2 separate regions of the Mus musculus genome follow, and region 2 is linked to region 1. The links are chromatin contacts, called in public promoter capture Hi-C maps. All regions are on one chromosome and are shown on one strand. The core of a region is the stretch at or near the end of the contact, and the rest is flanking DNA. Distances in the headings are between cores, read along the strand shown. Region 1 holds the start of Ndst2 (N-deacetylase/N-sulfotransferase (heparan glucosaminyl) 2). Region 2 holds the start of Plau (plasminogen activator, urokinase).

Region 1 (4,545 bases), core at 507-3,006:
GCAAACACCGTGGCCGCTGGACCTACATTGGAGAGAATGCAGCACTGCCAGCCTGCTGTGTGTGGAGGCAGCTGTGAGGCGTGGCCTCAGGACTGAAAGCCTGGACTTTGCTGTACCGGTCCAGTTAGCGTAGACAGGAAGAGAATTGGTGCTGCAGAAGTGTGTCCGCCAATGAGAAACCTCGAGTTCGTCTGACATGCACTTAACTCATCCATTTCTAGAGGATGCACAATGCACGTGGGCCTGAGACTGAGGCCCGATTTCTGCTGGTGGAAAGGGGGAGGGATTGCTACTTTGTTTCCTGTTGGTTTTCCTGACATAACAAGGAGAGATCCAGAAGTCGTTGGCCAGGGCTCCTTTTGCCACTTTTGGCAGTTGTTTGTGTGCTGATCTGGACCATCTTTGTCTTGTATTTTCATGGTGGTGGTCCCCATGCTGACCCTCATCTAGGCCTGGGCCCTCTGCCAAGTGCCCCTGTGGGATGGGAGGAGTGAGGCAGTGGGTAAGAGTTGGTGGTTGTTTCTATGCATTCTGGCTGCCCTCTGGGCTGCCTCCCTTCTTCCCATGCTGCACGCCCAACTCTTTCCCTGGGTTTGAGATCGAACTGACTGCTTGGGTGAGAAGTGTCCTCTTTAAAGAGGCTCTTTATTGACCAACCGAAGTATAGACTTTTCTGCTGGACAATCTGCATGGGCATCACCCCCTCGCCTGCATGTACCCACAAAGGGGTCCAGAGCCAAGGCTCCTGCATTCATTGTCCCTCTCTGTGCTCAAGGAGGTCCATTCCAGGAAGAAAAGGTCTGTACCTTAGGCAGATAACAGAGAAGATAATGGAAGAGGCAATTGGTCATAGTCTTGGTTCCCTCCCACCAAACAACTGCACATTATCTGCATTGGGGGGGGGGGTAGATTTCAGCTCCTTGGGTGACCTTCAGGAGGCACAGGAGCTGGGAAAAGAGAACTACAGAGTATGGAGCCAGCTGAGAAGAGAACAAACGCATGGGTGCTGGTGCTTGAATTTAGCCAGGCTCCTCAAGCACTTGTGCATGCCTCAGACCCTGGACCCTAGACCCTTCCTGCCCTGCAGCCTGCAGTGCCAGCCAACAGATACCTTCATCACAGGGTTTGGTTTTGCTGGCTTGAAGACAACAAATGGTCTTAGAGCTCTTTGAGACCCATAGCTTCATGTGGCTGCTCCAGCCCCACTTCTTAGCGTTCTTACTCCACTTCTGGGGCTAATGTCAGCATCTATAGACTATTAATAGACTATTTAAAAAACAAACCACCTTTTAAACAGGAAATGGAAGGCATTTGATGCAGAACTTTTGCATGATGACATAGAAATAATTTAAAATAGTGTTTGTTCTGAATGTTGGTAGTCCCTTCATAGCTTTGTTACAATGAAACCTTGAAGATATTTAATAAAATAACCTTTAAACAGTCCATTGTGTTATTGCTGTTGGAGGCTCGTAGCCGTGGGCTTAGATTTTAGCAGCCTGCGTGACAAGGCTTCACTAGGAGACGAACATCTTTTTGCCCATTCCCTTGGGGAGCAAGGAAGAAAACTTCTCATAAACTCAGCCTGGGCTGCTGTATTGGGGGGTGGCAGGGAGGAAGTAGCCTCTTAGGCGGTGGGCCGAGTCTTCGCCCCGCCCCAGGCGGAGGTGGCCCCGCCCTTGGTACGCGGGCTCCCTCCTCCGCGGGTCTGAGTGGACAGGCCTGGGCCCTGGGCCCGCCCCGACGCTCCGCAGACTGTGCCACCCGGCGTGGAGGACGGGGTCCACCCTGGTGGGCTGAGCGCGAGGCCGGAGGGCTGGGAGGCTGCGGCTGGGCTGAGCACTGCGGAGGGCCGTCGGCTTATCCCAGGTCCCGGTCACGCAGCGGCCACGCTCGGGGAGCGCGCGGACCTGAGCGGGCACCACGAGCCGCAGCGCGCCGCCTCCCCCTGGTGGGAGCGGTACTTGAGCCCGACTGCGGCGGAGCGTTCGCTCGGAGATGGCGGAGCCGCCGCGACGCGGCCCGAGGCCCCGCGAGCAGGGAAGCCGGGCAGCCCCGGGACGCGGCAGGGCCCGGGGACAGCGGGGACGCCGCCCACTCCACCGGGTGAGCCATCTTTGAGAGCAGTCTCCCGTCCACGGTCGCCCTCGGTTTTCGCGATCAGACTTCCTGCGAGTGTCGCCACCGAAACCACCCGCAGGGTCGTCCTGGGCGACCACCCATCTGGCCCTGTGCACCCTGCCCCGAGTCCCAGCCGCTGGCCTCCCCTCAGTTGCCTTATTCTGGCCACTCCGCCCAGGGCACACGGGGTTCTTAAACCCAGTGCCTGTCTGGATGCCAACTCTCGGCCGCACCCCTGCCCCTTTCCCTCCAGCTCCCCCACCTGTGGGCTCCCCATTTCCCGTAGTTCCCGCAGGAGGGTCCTTCTATCCTCAAGGTCAGGTCCTTCCTCCCACAGCGTGGCCCCTGTTGTTTATTCCAGTGGTGGGCCCACACCTCCAGCCCACCCTGACCCTGTATTTGCTGCCCACTTTGGCAGACGACCCTTAGGTTTCTCCTTCCTCAGAAACTTTCCACTGCCACACACATGTTCTTCCTCCAACTTAGTCATCCCACTGCTCCCCCACCAAAAGTTCTCACATGATCCCCTCTCTAAATCTCACTGGCTTCCTCTAGGTATGAAGCTAAAATACAGTGGTTACAACACAGGAGGTTGACAGGCCTGACCTTTGAATCCCAGTTCATCCACAAACGGAGCTTTGTAATCTCGGGTAAGTTACTAAACTTCTCTGGGCCAGAAATTATGCGTGTGTAAAATGGAACTACTACTAGTTATATGTGTTTTCATAACTGTTAGAGCTGACATTAAATACAGGTGCTTCTTGCATTTACTGATAAACTTTTAAGATATCCTAAACTACTGACCACAAGAGCTTATCAGTTTGTGCCCTCTGCTCAGTGACGCCAGTTGCTTCACCTTCTGTTTGTGTGGCTGAGCAAGTACTTGCAGTGTGTCTCAAATGAAAAGTATTGTTGGGGCTGGAGAGGTAGCTTAGTGGTTCCAAACTTCCAAAGGCCCTGAGTTCAGTCCTCAGCACCCACATGGTGGCCTACAATCTGATGCTGTCTTCTGGTGTGCAGATGTACATGTAGACAAAGTACCTATATCCATAAAGTACATAAGTAAAAATAAACAAGAGAGAGAGAGAGCCGGGCGTGGTGGCACACACCTTTAATCCTAGCACTCGGGAGGCAGAGGCAGGTGGATTTCTGAGTTCGAGGCAGCCTGGTCTACAGAGTGAGTTCCAGGACAGCCAGGGCTACACAGAGAAACCCTGTCTCAAAAAACCAAAAGAAGAAGAGGAAGAGGAGGAGGGGGAGGGGAAGAAAGAAAGAAATAAAGAAAAGAAGAGAAGAGAAGAGAAGAACAACAACTACTACTACTACTACTACGGTGTCTGCAAATCCACTCCCTTAGGAAAGGATTAAAACTCTAGGACCTGAGGTTGGAACTCCTGGGAGAGCACGTGCCTAGCCTGTGCAAGACCACATATCCCATCACTGGCACTGAAAACCAAAACCCACAACCATTTGAAGTCTCCTTTAAGTGTTTACCATTTGCACATTGGTTTTGTCGTTGGTTGGTAGTGGTGGTTTGGTTTGGTTTGGTTTTTTTTTAAGAAAGTGCTCCTCCATGTAGCCCTGGCTGTCCTAGAACTCGCCCTATAGACCAGACTGGCCTCAAACTCAGAGATCGTCCTGCCTCTGCCTTCTAAGGGCTTATATTAAAGACGTGCGCCATCACCTCCCAGCTTCATTTGCAGATTGTAATAAGTCAGAATCAGGTCTGTCTGTATATGCAAAGCTCTAGAAGGACACCCAACAAGTAAAGTAGTAAGCGCTCAGTATATACTGTTATTAAACCAGTGTTACATGTGAAGTATAGCTTGCTTTCCTTGAATTCTCACTACTGTTATCCCTGTTATAATTTAGCTGTTCCTGCCAGGCAGTGGTGGTGCATGCCTTTGATCCTGCACTCAGGAGATGGAGGCAGGCAGAATCGGAGGCTAGCCTGGTCTATATGGTAGCCAGGGCTACACAAAGAAACCCCTTTCTATAAAAACAAACGAAAGAATTCAGTTCTTCCCGTGATCTACACCTCTTCCTCCTACTTCCACTCTCTACCCTGTCTTCCCATCCCCCCTCCCCTGCATTTAGAGCGTCATACACTATACGCATGGGTTTTGCCCCATCACAGCTTTTCTTTTAATTTATTTGTATTTCATGTGTATTATGTTTTGCCTGCATGTATGTCTGTGTCAGATGCCCTGGAACCAGAGTTATAGACAACTATGATCTACCATGTGGGTGCTGGGAATTGAACCCGTCCTCTGGAAGAGCAGCCAGTGCTCTTAACCACTGGGCCGTCTCCAGCCCCCATCAGCTTTTCTTCTCTGTCCCAGCTCTCTTAATTAGTTTTACCAAGATCAGAGTGAACCCTATATAAACAGTCATAAATCATCTCTCTGGATTCTGAAGGACCTTGTT
Region 2 (4,856 bases), core at 250-2,749, 100 kb before region 1:
CCACCTCTATGGGTGCTGAAACTCAAACTATAGGATGTCTAGAAGAGCAGCCAGTGTTCTTAATCACTAAGCTGTCTCTCTAGCTGCGCCTCGCCCGCCTTTTGAGACAAGGACTTACTATGGAGGCCAGGCTTCAGTCTCCTCCTAAGTGCTGGGGTAACAGACCCACACCTCCAAGGCCAGCTTCTGCCTGCTTCTGCATCCCACCCATCTGTCCCTGTTCTAAGATCTCTGGTCCTCCCCCACTCCCACATTCCAAGTCCAAATCCCCATACCTATCTCACAGTGCTCCCCCTGGAATTTCCTTGGGCAGCTGCATCGGCGAATTCTGGAGAAGTACTTGTAGGACACGCATACACCTCCGTTCTGACAGCCACAGTTTGCTAGCAAATGCAAAGGAGGGGTAAGCAAGGATCAAGTGGGGAGCCAGCCTTTCAGCAGGGACAGGGAGGGTATGTCTCCTAAGGTTTTTCAAGGGTCTCTGTGCAGCCAACTATTGTGCAAGGAAGCAGATACTCACATTCATCAGGAGCTCCAAGTACACTGCCACCCTGCAAGAGATGAAGGTGACATGCTCTAGGGAATTCATGTTCAGGATAAACAGGTCCCCACCTCAAAATCCCTTCCAGTGATATTCATTCACTCATAATATTCTCTCTCTCTCTCTCTCTCTCTCTCTCTCTCTCTCTCTCTCTCTCTCTTTCTCCCACCCCACCCCTGTCTGTCTCTCCCCTTTCTGTTTATTACTAGCCAGCACCCAGACATGGACTGACTCAAGCAAACTTCACACAAACCAGGTGCCCTTGGGCTAAGGCACTCCCCGTGGCTTCTTCCTCCCTTGCCAGATAGTGCAAACCTCTTTGGGTGCACAAGCCCTCCGCTGATACATTGTCCTATTTCCTGGGAAAGCCTGGACCTGCCTTTGATGCCTAAGTTCCCCGTGCAGCCCCCATTTTTCCCCTGATGCTGCTTAAGGGATCCTGCAAGCCCCTTCCTGATGGTGCTAAAGCAGCGAGACCACTCACTTCAGAGTTTTTCACCACCAAGGCGCAGAGGAACAGGCTCGCCAGCCAGACTTTCATGGTAGTGCCGCTGGGCTCTAGACAGCAGTTCTGCAAAGGAAGGAGAAGTCAGGACAAGAAGCGGAGCAGCTTGAAGGTGGCAGAGTTACTACAGACCAAGGGAAGCCACTCCAGGTGTCCTGCGGGGCAAGCCATCAGTGACCAACCTCCCCAAGCCGGGCAGTCTCTCCCCTCTGCGGGCTCTGAATCCGCACAACACCATGGAACCTCTCTGTAGAGGGGCGCGAAGGGCTGGAGTGGTGACCTTGCCCACAGTTCCGCCAGCCAAGGTAGTGGGAAGGGAGGCATGCGGGAGCCCTGGCTGCCTCATCCCGCTAGGCTTGCTTCAGACCAACAGCACTCACCGGTGACTGCAGCGGAAGGGCGCTGGCAGACACGCAAGGACTGGATGGATGACAGACAGAGCTCTGGGGCTACAGGCTCTGCTCGGCGCTGCTCGCCCTTTATTAGGGCCCGCCAGAGCCCTGGCCCCGCCCAGGTTTGCTGGAGGGCGGCTCTCTCTCTCTCTCTCTCTCTCTCTCTCTCTCTCTCTCTCTCTCTCTCTCTCTCTCTCTCTCTCTCTCTCTCCTTTTCCTTTTCCTGCATCCCACCGCAACTGGACCGCGCTTGCTTCCCAACTTTGACGAAGTCACGGAATTTCCAGCTGAGCAAACTTAACGCAGTCTGTCTGGATCGAGCGATGATCCGGCGGCTTGAACATTCTTCCTTTCTTTCATTCACCTAGTGCGGCCCCAGTGTAGCGTGGTGAGGGCGCTCCAGCCATTGGCTCGCTGATCTCAAGCCTCTTCCTTAGTGGTTTAATCAGTTCTTCTCCAACCTGTCCCCCTACCTGCCTACGACACTGATTCAGATGTCTGATAGAGGGGTATAAGTCGCAGTTCCTTTACAACAAAAAATACCTACTAACAAAGGCTCCCACATGTCAAATGCTGAGTTCTCCAAATGCCACTAATGCAAGCAGTGAATCAGAAGACAAGAGTGAAGTTTGTCGTCAGGGAGTGTAATACTGTCATCAGAAGGTGAAAGGCAAGGTCAGATTTTATTCAGATTTGCTGTTTGGTTTAAGGTCAATCTTTGAAAGACAATTTTAAAATTTATGGCAAGGGCCAGACTTAATGGTGCACGTCTTTTATCTAAACACTAGGGAGGAAGAGGCAGGTGGATCTCTGCGAGTTCAAGCCCAGACTAATTTACATAGTGAAATCCTCAAAAATAATTATGATTTTTAAAAAAGCAGTAATGGTTACTATGTTAGGATTGTGGGAGCAAAGTCTTGGCACAGCAGCTGCTATGGAAGTGTCAATGGGTCTTTTGAAAAATGCCTATAATGAACAATCCATTTATTTGTCTGGAAAAGAATACAACCAATACAGAGGATCATAGATCAGGACTGAGTGCATACCTCACTGGTATTGTGGTTGCACACAGACACAAATAAGCAATCAAGGGGGGGTGTCTTTTTTTTAAAGATTTATTTATTTTATGTATGCGAGTGCACAGTCCTCTCTTCAGACACACCAGAAAAGAGTACCAGATCCCATTGTAGGTGGTCATGAGCCACCATGTGGCTGCTGGGAATTGAACTCAGGACCTCTGGAAGAGCAGTCAGTGATGTGAACAGTAACATGAACAGTACATTGTAACAGGATAGAAAAAAAAAGCAAGGAATACTCAAACCTCGTTAGTGTGGGCTATCAACATGCAACAACAGTGGGGGTGTCTGCTCTTCCCTTGTAGTAGAGAGGCTGTGGGTCTGAAGGAAAAGATAAAAGGAATGTTTATTTTTCACTGAATACTATTTCACACTGTTTTAAAAACTTTAAACACGTCCTCGTATCAGCCATTCTAAAAAAATAATTACACATTTTATTTTTGGGTGTGAGCCTAGCCATCTCTTCTGTTGCCAATTCCACACTGTAAATGCACTTGTGTTCAGCATTTTACATCATCACGTTAAGACGAAAACAATTATTTATCTAATAATTTATCTAATAAAATAGGCTTATATAAAGACAGGTCATGTATAAATGAGCCCTGAACATCTTGAAGACAAAGCACCCTCCCTCATGCACACACTTGCACACATGCACACATGCACACATGCACACACCCCTCAGGCAAAGTAGGGAGTGCTCAGAAAAGATTCCAAGGGTCAGTCACTGCAACATGTGCCTCAGAGCCAAGGACCAGTGGTCATTTTGATGCTCCTTCCACAGAAGAGGTGCCTGAGCCCGCACCATTCATTAGTGCCCCAGCTTTGCTTTATTTCCATAAGCCTGAGCCTACAACATTTTACTGTCAACCTGGACCTTGGAAAAGAATGCCAGGAGGTAGGAAGGAGGAGGCTGCTTGACTTTACCCCAGCCAGTGGCCCAGAATGCCAACCTCTGGATAGGAAAGTACACATTGAATACCCAGCTTTGGGTAGGCAGGTGACCATCGTTCTTCAGAATACGTTTTCCTTGCGCAGCTGAGCTGCTAGCAACCCACAGGACCACTGAATCAGAGATTCCATAGATCTCAGAGGCAACTTGCTACTTCCTTTAGAAGACTGTGGCCAGTTATGTTTATGTTTAAGAAGCCACTAATTGTAAACAAACGTGATCAAAATGTAAACAGAGGTGTTACAGCCTGAGGATTTACCCCGAAACTCTAGTTTAGTTATTAGGAAATTCCCAGCAGGCTGTCGTGATTCACATGGCCCCCCCAACAGCTCTCATGACTCCGGATTACTTGGCTGGAGGCTGTCATGCTGATTCTTTGAGAGCAAGATGACCTCATTTCCTCCTGGCCAGAGACCGCTATGCAGTGTGATAGCCCTCTTCCTCCTTCTACCGCCACTTCTTCACCTGGATGAACAATCCTCGTGCCTCCAACTCATCACAGAACTGCCTTTCTCCTGGTTAGTCTTTAGACTCTCTGAAATCTCTATTTTTGGTGCAGTCTGTGTTAGACTTTCAACTCTTTGGAGGCAAAGAACAGGTCTTAGATATCTGCCCCTCCCTCATCATTTGCTACATGTCTTAACCACAGAGGTGCTTAATTGTGAGTGAATCAGTGAATGCAGAACAGAGAAAAGTAACAGGGAGCTTTGAAGCTCTCTCTCTCTTTGTGTGTGTGTGTGTGTGTGTGTGTGTGTGTTATACACATTAGTGACTAACTCCAAGTTACCTATAATGAATAGGTGTTGCATTAAGGAAATATATAAATATAAAAGACATAAAGATATAAAAGCACTTCTTCCCTTTGCAGTCTTCTAACCACGAGCAAGTCTAAATTTGAATTCTCTACTTCATGATCACTATGTCTTATGACCATCTGTTGTTGCATGAATCTGCATTTGTGCCTGTCTGAAGGCGGTCTTGTGAACTTGTTTGTCCCTGTGTCTATCCCTATGTGTGTCTGTCTGTTGTGTGAGCTGTGTGTATGAGTGGTGTCTGTCTGTTCTGTCTATGTGTGTTGTATATGTCTCTATGTGTGAATGGTGTTTGTATGTCTTTACTATGTACGTATTTAACAGTACAGAAAGCACCACACGGGGAAGGAATGGATACTTGGCAAAATCTTTAACAGAGTTCAACAAGGAATTAAGTCTCTGCTTCCAACTGACTCCAAATACCAGATAACAAATATTATTGCTTATCAATCAATATCCATAAATAGTTTCGCTCAACCTTTATGGTAGCTTTTAGGAAGTTACTTAACTTCTATTTGCTGTTTTCAACAAATGATTGATATGTGTTATCGGAGTTTGGGCATGAGAAGAGTACATAG

What was found. Capture Hi-C pulls out chosen DNA fragments and counts their contacts.
Region 2: a contact with region 1 is called in a promoter capture Hi-C map of liver. The contact joins the promoter of Plau here to the promoter of Ndst2 in region 1. A contact is called at or near these places in 12 of 39 promoter capture datasets (cranial neural crest, embryonic stem cells, frontonasal cranial neural crest and 6 more), 3 of 484 Hi-C or Micro-C datasets (female germline stem cells and spermatogonial stem cells), 5 of 115 datasets of contacts at active chromatin or transcription factors (bone marrow-derived macrophages, effector CD8 T cells, embryonic stem cells and 2 more) and 4 of 9 other capture datasets (adipose tissue, liver, macrophages and 1 more).

Annotation. Positions count from the first base shown.
Region 1 is chr14:20,731,773-20,736,317 of GRCm38.p6, reverse strand. Ndst2 (N-deacetylase/N-sulfotransferase (heparan glucosaminyl) 2) reads left to right here and starts at 1,756. Exons shown (of 15, transcript NM_010811.2): 1 at 1,756-2,103; 2 at 2,674-2,768. It overlaps Camk2g (calcium/calmodulin-dependent protein kinase II gamma), which reads left to right. Exons shown (of 21, transcript NM_001360186.1): 21 at 1-1,445.
Region 2 is chr14:20,833,305-20,838,160 of GRCm38.p6, reverse strand. Plau (plasminogen activator, urokinase) reads right to left here and starts at 1,499. Exons shown (of 11, transcript NM_008873.3): 1 at 1,427-1,499; 2 at 1,026-1,112; 3 at 521-551; 4 at 276-383. The coding sequence starts at 1,082.